Linked DNA regions of Mus musculus: regions 2, 3 and 4 are each linked to region 1. The links are chromatin contacts, called in public Hi-C maps. All regions are on one chromosome and are shown on one strand. Each heading gives the region's core, a stretch centred on a gene start, on an enhancer-like site or on the middle of the called end of the contact. The rest is flanking DNA. Distances are from core to core; before and after follow the strand shown. Region 1 overlaps Kcnh5 (potassium voltage-gated channel, subfamily H (eag-related), member 5). Region 2 overlaps Rhoj (ras homolog family member J). Region 3 has its middle 200 kb from the start of Gm34552. Region 4 overlaps Rhoj (ras homolog family member J).

The links. Hi-C and Micro-C count contacts between places; a contact is called where the count stands out from the background.
Region 2: a Hi-C map of muscle stem cells shows a contact between it and region 1, with 2.7 times the contacts expected there. The contact joins two enhancer-like sites. A contact is called at or near these places in 3 of 39 promoter capture datasets (the C10 cell line, embryonic stem cells and hippocampal neurons), 2 of 484 Hi-C or Micro-C datasets (muscle stem cells and myocytes), 1 of 115 datasets of contacts at active chromatin or transcription factors (astrocytes) and 1 of 9 other capture datasets (embryonic stem cells).
Region 3: a contact with region 1 is called in a Hi-C map of myocytes, with 4 times the contacts expected there. The contact joins two enhancer-like sites.
Region 4: a contact with region 1 is called in a Hi-C map of muscle stem cells, with 3 times the contacts expected there. The contact joins two enhancer-like sites.

What each region holds. Positions count from the first base shown.
Region 1 is chr12:74,949,592-74,953,092 of GRCm38.p6, forward strand. The region is part of intron 10 of Kcnh5 (potassium voltage-gated channel, subfamily H (eag-related), member 5); the gene reads right to left. Among named protein-coding and RNA genes, the nearest start is that of Gm39473, 130 kb to the left of the region's middle. Within about 2 kb of position 1,675, at least 25 of the 459 cell types and tissues checked have an H3K27ac peak or open chromatin away from gene starts, as enhancers often do. A contact at or near this core is called in muscle stem cells and myocytes, where this site is marked.
Region 2 is chr12:75,398,606-75,402,106 of GRCm38.p6, forward strand. It overlaps Rhoj (ras homolog family member J), which reads left to right. Exons shown (of 5, transcript NM_023275.2): 5 at 1,502-2,850. The coding sequence ends at 1,648. Among named protein-coding and RNA genes, the nearest start is that of Gm34613, 16 kb to the right of the region's middle. Within about 2 kb of position 1,751, at least 1 of the 459 cell types and tissues checked has an H3K27ac peak or open chromatin away from gene starts, as enhancers often do. A contact at or near this core is called in muscle stem cells, where this site is marked.
Region 3 is chr12:74,514,880-74,518,380 of GRCm38.p6, forward strand. No RefSeq gene overlaps it. Among named protein-coding and RNA genes, the nearest start is that of Gm34552, 200 kb to the left of the region's middle. Within about 2 kb of position 1,857, at least 19 of the 459 cell types and tissues checked have an H3K27ac peak or open chromatin away from gene starts, as enhancers often do. A contact at or near this core is called in myocytes, where this site is marked.
Region 4 is chr12:75,350,848-75,354,348 of GRCm38.p6, forward strand. All of the region lies in intron 1 of Rhoj (ras homolog family member J), which reads left to right. Among named protein-coding and RNA genes, the nearest start is that of Rhoj, 44 kb to the left of the region's middle. Within about 2 kb of position 1,879, at least 37 of the 459 cell types and tissues checked have an H3K27ac peak or open chromatin away from gene starts, as enhancers often do. A contact at or near this core is called in muscle stem cells, where this site is marked.

The sequences.
Region 1 (3,501 bases), core at 425-2,924:
CCAATTCAAACTGAGTATTCCCTGAGGAATGCCTCTGCTGAACTCTTGCAGCATGCATCACTCTCCAGAGGGTGAAATTGTATGGCACAGAAGAAACTCAAGTGAAAGCAAACGTCAACTTTAAAAAGTGCCCAGCAAATTGACTGTAACAGGGTGTAGAGGGAAGACACAGAAAATGAATGACTTTCTCCACAAGAAATTACTGTGACTTTCTTGGGTCATCTAAGTGTCTCCGGCTATTTAGCAGAACCATTTGATTTGATACCTTTGGGGAAAGGTTGTTATGGTAGAAGCCAAAATCTCCAAAATACACCTCCCAGGTGGGAGGAAAAGGGCATGCTATGAACCTGGATGCTATTTTTGCCTAGAGTAGTCAGCTATTAGAAATCCATTCTAACCACAGTAAAACTTTCTGTTTCCTCACTTGTAAAATATATGTTTTAGACACTGTAGTGATCTATAAATAGGCATATACAATATAATAAATATAGTATTTATATTATCCTTCATGGGTGAAAATCTGCTTGAACTTACTACAAACATTTGAAAACCTCCCTCTGAATAAAATACACGCCTGGAAACTTTCAAGTTCATGTGTGTTGAACTACGTTTGCTCAGATGCCTCTCAGGAGAGAACCAAATGGGAGTCTGTTTACAAAGCGAAGGAAATAAGTTCCTAAAATGACAAACCATGTGATGGAATATAGATATTGTTTGGAGGTTAAGAGGTAAAGAGAAAAGAATCCAAAATGAACTATGCCTTAAAATATATTAAAATGTGCACCCCTAAAGAAAGACTCAAACTTGAGATTGTGTGCTTACTTATATTATATGATACACTCACAGAGAGTTGGCTTTTTTGTTGTTGTTCCAGAAATGACATGGGAAAATAAACAGATGTTCCAATGAGGGAAAGTGTATGTACTCCAAAGCAAGTTAACCCTTAAAGGTTCCAAGGAAGAAGAAGAATACACAGATTGCAGCCTTAGGGTTCATACAAACCTCGTGTTTTCATTCATAAGACCTGCTTCCTTTTAAGTAAAGATGGTCTGACAAGGCATAATTCTATCAGGGACCCACTCATTGGTGTTCAGTGGTTGGAATTAAGAAATGGAAGGAACTTTAGAAATGGAAAATATGGTAAATTACTGAATCCACCCCTTCCTCTGGAATTTGAGAAACTTAGTCCTTAAATAACTGCTCTGGAGGCATATTGAAGGGAGAAAGATCTGTCAACCTTTGTCCTGGCAACTAAATGTGAGAAAGTCTTCATTCTGTCTGCAAGCAGACCGACAGAAGGCTCTAAATAGAAACAGCTTAAGGACTCAAAAGACTCCATAATTAGGTCTCTGCTTCATCCAAATGCACATGACAGACTTCTAGAATTGCTGAAGTTGCCTCTGTTGAAATGAGAGCTAACTTGAAGGTAGAAAATCGAGGCACCAGCAGGTCTTTCCCGGCTCACATCTTACAAGACTGATTTCAAGTACAAATGGGATAAACTGGGAGGCATAAGCTTCATTATCCTGAAGGTGACTGTTTTCATAGATCGTGTCCTAGCAGCAGAGCTCAGAGAGAGCGTGCAACCCTGATGACCAATGAGTCAAAGACAGCTGTAAGTATACTCTGCTCAGATTCCTGTGTTGAGGTTACTGAGAGGCAACTGGGAAAAAACTGTTCTCTCTTCCAAGAGCCTCCCATGCCAAATCTCCAGAGGCAAGCACTGCTTCGCAATCCCAGCTGGGTACCGGAGATCCTAATTCACTAATGACGAAGCTGCTTTCACCCTCCCCAAAGCACCAGGCCAGCAGAATTGTGCAGAATCTGCAGGCACAGTCGATTAGAAGGAGCAGCTGGAAGTTAACTCTAATTGTGATTTAACACCAATTAGTAATGGTCATTTTCATCTTTCTATTTCATACTGCTCTTTGCCAGAGTTGGCAAGGGTGTTGTGCGCATTTGTGCTTTTAGAGTCCAGTCATTATTCTCATCCTTGAAGTAAAGACTGTGCTCAGGAGAATGGCAGACTCATATTTCATGCATGTACTTATGGATTCCAAGATACAGAAGGTACTATTCTGGTCTTTTGGCAATAGGAAATAGGAGTTCATTGTTTGGCTGGAAGATCACAATATAGACAGGAAAACAAATTGCCACTATCAGCTTTATGAGACAAATAGACATAGCTACCATTTAATACAATAGTCTAGACTTTTATGGAAGATACATTATCTTTTGTTCCAGTGTTTTAGTGATCTTTTCCCATCAGCTAAAAATCATCGGGTCTGTGGGGTAGAGGACCTGTCACATGTTGTTTAGCTATCATACCATGAGCTTGGGAAGGGGAAAGAAAGGACTGCAGCTGGAAATCCCATTGTTCCATCTTATGCCATTTCCCCAAAGAGGCTGACATGTGTTTCTGTAATCCATACAGTACACAAGCTATGTATGCCAAGCAAGTAGTTCAGGGACGGTAAAGTAGCCAATTCTAGCATGTTAACACTCACAGGACTGCCAAAATACAACCCACAGAAGCAAAAAAAAAAAAAAAAAAGTCACCATGATAAGCATGCATTGCGGGAAGAAAAGCAGCTACTGAATTCCAAGTTTAGACCATCGCTATCACACAGCTAAACCACTGTTTCATCCTTTGGGTAAAACAAAATGCAGGGCTGGTGGGTACTTTGCTTCCCCTATGAACCTGCTAGCTAACTTCCAGTAAGCTAGATTCAAGAACAGGAGCACCCTGTGTGGTAAACATCTGGATTTATGGGCAACAGGGATTCCATAAGGACTGCTCCATCTGTCTCACTGCTTTACAAAGTCTTACCAGATGATTCTCTGGGGACATTTCTCTATCTTTTCATGGGAATCCTTCTGTTGTGGTTAACTTTTTCCTTCATCTCTTCCTCCTCCTCCTCCTCCTGTTCTTTCTCTCTTTTCTTCCTGGTGGAAATAGGGTGTGGTTGTGTAGCATTGACTAGCCCTGACCTCACAATTCTCCTTTCTTTTCTTAAAGTGATTATAGCATTTATTACTAAGTTATAAAATGTATCTTATGAAAGCTATCTAAGAAAAAGAGAAAGCGGAAAGATCTTAAGTGAGGCAATTAACCTCTGAGCCATCTCTCCATAGTTTTCCTTTCTTGGCCTCTTAATTGCTAGAATTACAAGCATGCTCTGCCAGGCACCCAGCATGCAAACTAATCTTGGCTATCATCTTGCTTGGATTAAGGGATGCATGCCTAAGCACTTAGTAGAGTTTGGAATTTAGTAGAGTTCGGTATGTCTGTGAGAGCATTTCCAAAGATGATTGTCATGTGGCTCAAGTTTGAAAAGTCTTCCATGAATGTGCTTAGCCCTGTCTAATAGGCTGGGAACTGGAAGGGAAAAAAATGAAAAAATGAAGGCCTATCCATTGTGTACAAGCTTCATCCCACTAAGCAAGTACATCTGCTGCTGCTGTCCCTGCCTGGAACCTCAAACCCCATCTCCACAGCCT
Region 2 (3,501 bases), core at 501-3,000, 450 kb after region 1:
ATACACACACACTCTCACACACATACATACATTCACACACACACACACATCTCAAGAGACAAAGATTTAAAAGTAATTCTCTCTCCTTCTGGTTGAATGATCATTTTCCCTCGCCTGGGCTTCGTCCTTTCTTGTCTAAGCTAATCCACACGTTTTTCTTCATTCCACATTATACAAGCTTCCTGGTGACAGACAAAAGCGTCCAACATCTGTATCCTGACTGTCCCACAGAATGCTTCTTTCAATTGTATGCATTTAATAAAACTCTAAATCTCTGACTGTATAGAAAAGTAGGAAAATGAGCCCAGCATGAATTTTTGGAGGAGATCATCCATTCTAGTGGGGACACCAGTCACAGCTGCTTTCTCCTGGTCCCCTGGAATCCCTGTGTGCCACCCACAAACTCCCATCTGTAATACCCTCTCGCTCCTGCCTCCCTGTTTCTCCAGCTAGTCATCTGCCAGGGTTCCCAGGACCAATATCCAGCCAACCTCTTTCTTCTGCATTTGATCTGCTTTTCTCAAAGTTAGCTGCAAAATGGAAAGTGGAAAGGGGGATTGGGTGTTTCTCTAGATGTTCTTCATATTCAGAGGCCCTCAGGACACAGTTGCCTCATGTGAGCTTGTGAGACAAGTTAACACTCAGGTCTCCTTCTTTACCAGAGCTGACAGCCAAGCACAAACTTCCCTGGCCAGTGATTTTCTTAAGGAGAATCAACAGTTTCTGCCCTGGATTTCTACATTCCCCATGGGATTTTCTAATTCTCATGTAACCCATTGTATGAAATCACTTTTTTTTTTCATTTTCAAAGAGTTGGAGTGATGGCTCAGCAGTTAGAAGCCCTGGTTGTTCTCCCAAAGAATCTAGGTTCGATTCCAGGACCCACATAACATACAACTGTCAGTAACTCCAGCTCCAGAGGATCTGGTGTCCTCTTCTGGCCTCTAATGGCACTGAATGCACATGGTATGCAGATATACCATGCAGGCAAAATATCCACACACATATGCTTTTCATCATCATCAATAGCAATGATAATTTATTTTAACAATTAGCAATTGTTATAATTCAAATAGAACACTAACCTATGTTCAAAATACATATGACTTAAGCATAAAAAAAATATACAGAGAAGGAAGGTGTCTCTATCAATGAATGTCTTCTATGAGTTTTATTTCTTCATGTTTTATTGTTTTAATTTAAAATTTGTTTTTCAAGGTTAGTTGATATTGAACACTATAACAAATGGTATCGTGTTGCCAAGAGATACATGCCAATCAAGAAAAATTTATGATGGCTGCTTCTTAGCTGCTCTTTAGGTGCAGTGACACTGCTTTATCCCACACAGAAGCGCCTCTTCACTTGAATATTGATCTACCACATCCCATAGAGAAATGAAAGGACACTGGAAACAGGCTGTCTGTAGAACAAGCAGACATGGGAACCTGGCAAGTCAGAGGGTTGGCACTCACGACTTTCTCTCTCTCTCTTTGCATTTAAGATTGGAGCGCAGTGCTACTTGGAATGTTCTGCCCTGACCCAGAAGGGTCTCAAAGCAGTTTTTGATGAAGCCATCCTCACCATTTTCCACCCCAAGAAAAAAAAGAAAGGCTGCTTAGGGTGTCACGGCTGCTGTGCAATTATCTGAAGTTGCCTGACACCCATCTCCCCGCCATGCAAGGGCATGGAGGGCAGCCAGTCTCTGTGACCCAACTCTAGCCAAAAAGGAGGGCGTGACCAGAAAGGAATTCCTGCATCCCAACGCCTGTCCCAGTGCCCTGCCAGCTTCCCAGCTCAGCATCCTGTAAGCCACTGCCACAGTCCTAAGCCAGCCAGACCATGAACACTGTGTATGGAGAATGCAGAGTCACATTCAGACCATATGCTGGTGAGGTGTTGGAAGCCGAGTGACAATCCATCTGGTATTTCATATCTTCTCTCCCACGGTTATGGACCAACAGAGAGTCATGACGGGAAAACCAAGCACTCTGTCCTGCACTGGTGGCCTTAGTTCATGTCTTCACCAAACTTGGGAATACAACACCAACATTTTTTTTTTCTGAATCAGTTCGTTCTTTTACCCAAGCACCTTAACGCTCATTTCTATTGCAGTTTCCCAATGTCCAATCACTTGAGCCTTACAAATCCACATCAAAATAATTGAAAGACAAGCTGGATTGTGTTCACACCAACTGACGGTGGATCTCTGCCAATGTTCTTAGAGCCATCATGTACCTCTGAATGCCTAATTACAAAAAAAAACTTTTCTAAACTTACAGACCTATAATGTTTTTAAACTTTTTAAAAGAAAACATCCTGTGAGTTACAGCTCCCAAGTTTGGCCAAAGATCATCCCACAAATGGTTCAGAAGATAGGGGGACTGCTCTTGCAAAACCCTACTGTTATTCAAACCAAAAAAAAAAAAAAAATGGCCCTGAGCAGGAACCGCTCCCAGAGAGGAATCCTGCACCTGACAGGACCATTGCAAACAGCCAGGGACTCTCCGTGTCTTAATTAGAGGCTGTGATGGGCCCGGGTTAGCCTTCTTTGCTTACAAATGCCCTGGAATTACCCAGGGAAGCTGATTTATCTTTTTTTTTTTTAACTTTATAACATCAGTAAATCATATCTTAGCAAGAAGAAATTATTTCACTTTTTCTAGATTGAAGCTCCCTCTTTGGGGGAAAAAAATCTCAATCTTTCTAGTCTTTTCTGCTCTTAGAAGAACCACAGAAGAAAATTGTATGGTATGGGTCGTCTTAAGTCCTTCATGACACCCCTTCAGTCTTTGGGGGCTTTGGTTGTTTGTCTGTTGTTTAGAATTTCTGAAATATATTTTTGCTTCTTCTACATGTTAGTACTGTTTTTCTTCTCTCCCATATAATGGCTGAAAATTTTCTGAATCACAATATACATACATGCACACATGTGCACGCGCCTGTACACATACACACACACACACACACACACACTCATAAAAAAAAAAACTGGAGTTCTGAAAGCTAAATCTTGACATTTAGAAAAACAAGAATGGACTGTCTGTCTTCATACAAGGAAATCAAATACACATGAGCCATAACACTGTGGCCTACCATCCACTCTTCACACACAGTGATGGGTACCTGGTCCTGTGACAATAGGACAAATGTGACAACAGTGCTATGAGCCAGTTTTCTACAGTACGGCATGGGTACATCATGCTAGGGGGCTGATCCTCGCTTCTTACTGTTCTAGAGGAAAAACTGAGAGCAGACGTTGGCTCCACCAAGGAGGAATGGTCATATGTATGCAGCCAAGAGGCAACTCGCTCCCCGAGCCCCATAATGGACCAATGAGATCTCTGTAACAGGACTTGATTTGTTTCTCAAAATTGTCTTTCTGCCCCAAGAGTGAATAATAACTGTTGTGAGAATTAAATACAAAGAGTTGTAGAAATCAAAAGTTAGAGTTGCTAATAGTCTCCAAAATCAACAAATGGCAGCTGATATCCACGTGGGAAC
Region 3 (3,501 bases), core at 607-3,106, 430 kb before region 1:
GGTATGAGTATAAGGAGGAAATACTGGAAGGAATAGCTAACACTAAAGGTCATTCAAGAGAGTCATATGGAAACCTTCTACTTTAAAACATTGTGAAGTAGATGTATTTAAGTAGTTTAAATGGAGTTACCCTATAATGGAGAATAGTGCCCTTACTAGACAACAACAGGTTAACCATTAAAAAGCTCAGGGTCTGGAATGGCTTATCTCCTTCAGGATTGTTGACCAATGAGGTTCCACAGAGACACTAATACATTACAGGTTATTGCTAGTGACTCTTACTTACTCTCCAGAATTTGATGGGGATACCCTACCATTGAACACACCACATATATGAATCATAGAATGTGGAAAGACCAAGCTGGTATTCACCTGGAAGCTTATACCTGATGGATACATTTCATGGTAAGGGAAGGTTATATGTATGCTACCAGAGAAGAAAAGTGATCACAAGTCAACCTTATCAATCTGTGAACAAAAATGAGTTATAAAAATGACAATCCTGTCTAAGCATGACCACTGGTACAATGGTGGCACAAATGTCATGAAGGTAACCAGTCACTTTCAGATTGGATTTAAAAACCCATTCCAGAAGACAAAAACCCATTCTACACTTGGCACCATTATAAAGGCCCAATTTATTTTTTAATATATCATAAGGCCCATGTGAAAGCTTACTACTACTGTTCTGCTAAACTGACATAGTATTAAATCAACTCTTAATGATTTATATTTATGCTCAATAGATTGATGTATCTCTTAACTCTCATCAGCTAATCTTTATTCTGCAGTAGGTGGTAGTACACAATTGGTTAAGATGTGGAGAATAAAATACTGTAGCCCTAAATGGGATGTCTATAAGAACTTCCTTCCTTCTAAGGCCCAGATATCATTGTATTTCTAAAACCAGAATATTTTCTTGTCCTGTATATCCTTGAACATGCATGTTAACGGGGATTAATGGCATTATTAAAGAAAAACCTACTATGATTAAAAACTAGATTGGGATAGTGCCAAGATTGACAGGGCTCTTGGCCTTCTGTGGAGGAAGCCAGGCTTACACAAAGCTTGGAAAAGCAGATGCTCACAGTCACACCTGCATACCGTGCCTCCTCCAAAGGTTAATAATGTCGTGTGTAGAGGCTTCTAGAGGGAAGAGTTTTATATTGTGTATTTACTTGAAAGGTCTAGAACATGGGAGAGATTTTCTGCCAATAATGTTCTGAAAGTTTCCAAAGCTGGAAGAATTGAGAACTGAAGACAGAACATGCAAAGACATAGAGTGGTCTGTAGTAGGATTTAGAGTGAGTCTGACCCATCACACGTCATCAGGTGAAAATATGCACAAAATATTATCTTCGCCTCTCTGCCATGCCTTTGCATAGAGGGTATCTTCTCATTATTGAACTCAAAGCAGGGCAGATAAGTGAGAATTTGGCAAACAGCTAGGTGCACGTTTTTGGTAGAGCTTATTGGCTTCATCCTGACTGCACCCATTTAAAGGAAACATAGCAATCACTTCAGAAGCAGGAGCAACACCATTGGATTTGAACCACAAGAACCTTCTCCCCTCCCCCAGCTTTCCTTTTCTCTGAAGAAAAGATTCCCATTGGGCCTCTTGTTTCTGTGTTAGTGTCTGCGTTCTGATGCTGATTCCACCCGGCAGGTCCTGAGTCCAGTCCTATGTTCTCATTTGTGTCCTGAATATATTTGGCAGTCACTGGTACTGTTACTGCTGATGATAAAGATGACATGGATCTTTTTGGGCAGGGATTCTCAGCTGTTGTCTGCTCTGAAACATCCAGTTAATGAGTTGAGCGAGTGCTGTGTGGGAGCTGGTGGGGCTGACAGATCCATTTGCTTCCAAAAGGAGCAGCTGCCTGTGACTGAGAGCTGAAGCAGCATAGCCCAAGGCAGGGCCATCCCCAGCCTGCTACTGACTGGCCTGCGACTCTGCCAGGATAAAGATATTCTAGCTGGGTGTGGGGTGATGGTTTTGAAAAATTTTTTTTTGATTTTTAATTTTTTTATTTTGTATTGAAAAAGATTTTTATATGGAATATGCCAATCATGGTTTTCCCTCCCCCAATTCCTCCCAGATCCTCACCACCTCCCCTCTCATCCAATTATACACTGTTTCTCATACTCTTAAACAAACAAGGAAGAAACCAATACACACAAACACACACACACACACACACACACACACACACACTCACACACAGAGACAGAGAGAGACAGAGAGAGAAAGAGAGAGAGACAGAGACAGAGAAAGAGATAGAGACAGAGACAGAGAGAAAGAGGCATACATTCACACCTGCATATGTACCTATATATAGAATCCAAAATCATAAAAATCCAAAACAAACAACCAAAATATACAAGCAAAAGACCCATAAGACAAAAAATCAAATACATAAACAAAGCAATATGTCACAAAAGTCTATAAAAATACCAATGCATTCATTTTGTGTTGGCCATTTACTACTGGGCATGGGCTGGGATGGTATTTTATTTCAAATAGAAAAATTTTCCATCTGCATGCTTAAATGTGGCCTGATGTAGTTTTATTCTCATCCATATAAATGGAGATATTTTTTCAAATGTCAGAAGTAGGGGGAAGAGATTCTTCATTCACAGTAAGTTTTCAGCCACTCTCAGGTTGGCAATAGCCCATGATATGCTTCCATCACATATTCCTGTGGGATATGAATTAAAATAGTAGGATGTGGTGAATGAAACCAGAGCTGCTGCAGTTGGGCTTTCACTGCCTTCATCGGAGGTGAGAGATGTCTAGTGTTTGACCCTTAATACCGCTCTTCTGCAGTGCCTTTGGTTTTCATGTCTATGCTCAACATGGAAAGAGTCAGTCCGAGATGAGAACTTTTATGGTCCTGATCTGAGAGTTGCTCCTGCCAGAGTGCTCAGCAAATGCTCCTCTCTTCACTCCCCCACCCCTGTCTCCCACAGTGATGGGGTGCGTAAAGGAGACATTGAGACTCCCTAGAAAGCCATAGGTAGTAAAAGCTGGGGAAAAATAACTAATATCATAAAGGAGCAGTGGAGTATAATACATGAATAAATATCTATGAAACGATTGATAAACAATACAGATGGAGGAAAAAAATAGACAAAGCTCTGTGGCCTTACAGAGGAATTAAAGTTTCTGTACATACTTTACTTATAGAGAAGTGTAGCGCAACTCTCTATTCATTAAATGAAGTCTGGTCCTAGGTTACAGTTTCCAAAGAATGCAAGGGAAATGGGAAAATGAGTAGCACTGCAGGGCAGAAACTTGAGAAGTACTAACCACATTAGCAACACAATCTTAACAGCAACAGCGAAGTGTCATGGCTAGTATTACATGCGCCCGCCTGGTATGATGTAATGTGAATAGAACTGCACCATTGGGCTCCTTCCCAAAGCTCATAACACCAGTCTTATTATGAAAAAAAATTCAGATAAATGGAATACGGAAAAACCTTTCATGCTGCAGAGCAG
Region 4 (3,501 bases), core at 629-3,128, 400 kb after region 1:
TTCAATCTGAACAAGACCTTCTAAAAGGGGTGGGGGGAGGGAATTCTGCTTCCTCTGGTATTGTTAGTAACTGCCTTCTTTGTTGTACTGATGGGCCCATGAATGGGCACCAAAGCCAAGCCCTCCCAATCCATTCAAGTAGCATAACGACATCAAACAAGATGGCAGAGCCATCTTTAAAAGTAGTTCATTGAAACAACAGCAAGCAAGGACGGTGTGGCTCCTGACGCCTCTCCGTTTAGTGACTATTTTTGCCACCACTATTCTCGGGGGCATTTCTTGTGAAGCTGTTAGGGATGTGGTCAAATTAAAGAAATGGTTGTTTAAAAACTAGTCATTTTGGGAATTAATAATGGCTGCCCCTTTTGAACATTTATGAAATTTCAAGTGTTACATTGGAGATGTTCATGAACACTAGCATTAATACTTACACAAAATCAGAAACAGGTTGAGATTCTATTTTCAAGATAGACAGATGGCTTGGTCGGTGAAATGCTCACCTCAAAAGCATGAGAGCCTGAGTTCATTTCTAAAACCCACATAGAAGAGGAGGAGGAAAGGAAGGAGGGGGAGAAGAGGGAGGCGGGAGGGGGGGGAGGAGGAGGAGAACACGAACAAGAAGAAGGTGATCCCGCAGTACAGATCAGTAATTCCAGCACTGGGGAGGTGGAAACAGGAGGATCTCTGGGGGTCATTAGCCTGCCAATCTAGCCAAATTGTGAGCTCCAGATTCACTGAGAGATACTGTCTCAAACAAGAAGCTAGAGAGTTATAGAAGAAAGTGCCTCTGGCCTCAACACACACATGCACACACATACACACACACACACATACACAGTCACATATACTCATTCACACAGAGATATACATGCACACAAATTCCATTTTTAAAAAATAAGAAAACTGACACAAAACACATCATATAACCTATCCAAGGTAATGGGACTATTTAAAAGTAGCTTTCAGCAAATAAAGGTTTAGAGCTACAAATTCATTTTACTCAACTCCAATTAGGTCCATGAACATACGGTTATTTGTGCATACATACATGTTTGCACACTCTGAAAGCAGCATCATATATACTGAAAAAATTCTGAATTTTGAGTCACAGAAGTGTGATCTTTAACACAGTGTCCTGTATATGACCTCTGTGTGACTGTGAGAGAAGCTGAGTACCAAAGGCCCGCCTTCCAGCCAGTGACGTCTTGGAAACACTAAGCCCGAAGCATTTCCATCTTTCTCTGAAGAGCCATGTGTGTGTCCTCTTCAACCGGCTCGGCACTTTTGTTTTAATGTGCCTCTGCCTCGCTTTTGAATCATCTCAATTCAGGCTCCCTAACAGGAAAAAAATAAAAATAAAATAAAAATAAAAAACCTCAAGTCATCAAAACAGACTTCCTTCATTAAAAAGAGTCTCAGAAATGACAATGGTCTCCATCAATCGTTTGAGAAAACAAGGTTTTGTTTGCCTGTACAGATCTAACCTAAATGTAGACCAGCATATGAATTCAGAACTCTCATCTTTCTACGGATAAACACAAGTGGAAAGGTTTAGAAAATTCATAACTGCCCTTGGGACAGACCTCATAGAAGTTACAGTAATGAGAGAGATCAAAAGAAGGGAGGGCTTAGAGCCCAAGCTTTAAGTTCAAACAGACTTGAATTCTAATCCCAGCTCATTGTCCGTTCCCCGTGTAACTATGTTATTCTTAGATGATTTATTATCCTCTCATAAAGCAAAGACGCTCCCTCGCACAAGGGTCCACAATATTTCAAAGAGCCAAGTTTAAGAGGCTCGGGCTTCCCTTCCCCACCCAGAGCTCTTTCCTGGCAGAGCTGAGGAGCTGGGCCAGGCTCCAGGGAAGGGCAGAGCCTGCTGTTTCCCATCACCTGCTGGACGACTTTCCCTCTTTCCCCCACATAGCCTCCCTCCTCACCACACACCCTTTCCCCTTGCTCTTCCAAATATTTTTCTTTTAGTCTCGGACAGTTTCACTTCTCTCTACTTTCATGCGTGAGTGAGAGGCGCAAACGTGCAACAACGAAATATTAAAATTTTAAGTTCCAGGTGTCTGGGGAAATTAGGATTAACAAGAAGCAGCAGAGCTGAGAGCCTGTAACTGTCCAGAGGCTCTTCAGAAGCTCTGTAAAAAGCATAGAGTAGTAAGGCTTTGCAAACTGACCTGACCTGTTCGCCTCGAAGTTCTGCCTCTTAACTATTAGTATATTCTTGGAAAAACCTGAAAGGCCCAGGGTTCCTTTCTCTTTTACTGTGAAAGTGGGGGAACTAGACAAAAGCATTCACATATGGCACTTAGAATCTATAGGCAAAATGTGTCTGTGGACTGTTATAAACCCCACCTCCCTCCTCATCGCCCCTGAACCTTGCTTTCCAGTGGCCACTACGTTCCAAGTTACACTTTGCTACGGTAGTATATGGAGCAAAGAGACCCTCCCTGGCTTTCTTATGTAACTATAATCAGCTTTCCCATGTGCTAGTGAAATCCACCCTTGGAAGGTAAACCCTGAGAAGAGATGGGTGGGTAAACACTTCCTAATTTGAAAACTTGGCAGACAACTGGATCATGGCCATTTCACAGGTTTGTATGAGAAGGCTTCAGAGTCAGCCTTCTGTGGACATAGGCCCGTCTGTTCATTTCTACCGTCCACTGGGTTCCAACCCACTCCCCTCTTATAACTTTAGAGACAAAACTAAGAGGCAATGCAGCGATGGTGTGGGAAGCAGAGATCTGGGATTGTACAGGGGGCTTCCAGAAGACATTCCTGGGTGAAGTGAAAATTATGAAAAAAACAAAAAAAAACAAAAAAGCGGAGCAGCCAGATCCCAGGCTGCGTACACTTCAGCAAGGCTGAAATCATGAACAGGTTTTCTCTTGTAGACTCCTGTGTGAGGTAGGTCCTAGGACTGCCAACAAGTGCCCTGCATGATGCACTTGAAGGTTCAGATCTGAGGCAGCCTCTCCAATAAAGGCTATCTGCCATCTAATGTACCTGTTTTCCAAGCATGAAATTGGGAATTAAAGCCTCTGCCCTTGGCTTCTGTTTCTCCTTGTAACTCTAGAAATTAGCCTGTTCTGATGAGTGTCTGCTTTTGTTTGTTTTTTAATGCAGAAAGAAATCAAGAAACTATAAGCTTAGGGGATGAAATGTTTCATTGTAAATGTCTGCGACAAAACTGATACATTTGTATTAGCAAAGTGTAAACTGTCTTTCTGGCTCGGAGAAGCAAATTGTCTCATTTTTCTTCTGAATGCCCAAGATAGCATTCACCACCATGGCTTTTGGTAGGACTTCCCTGTTTTGCCTTCTTCTTGCCTACTTCTTATGGGAGAAATAAGTTAGATCCCATACAAAATGTTTCTTCATCGTCTCCAATAAAGGATCATTTTAATAAATTGTGAGGTGGACCTTTGGCTGAGTATTTCAGTATTGAGCATTGAGCGGTTATGAATTGAGCGTGCATCTCCCACACATGCACGG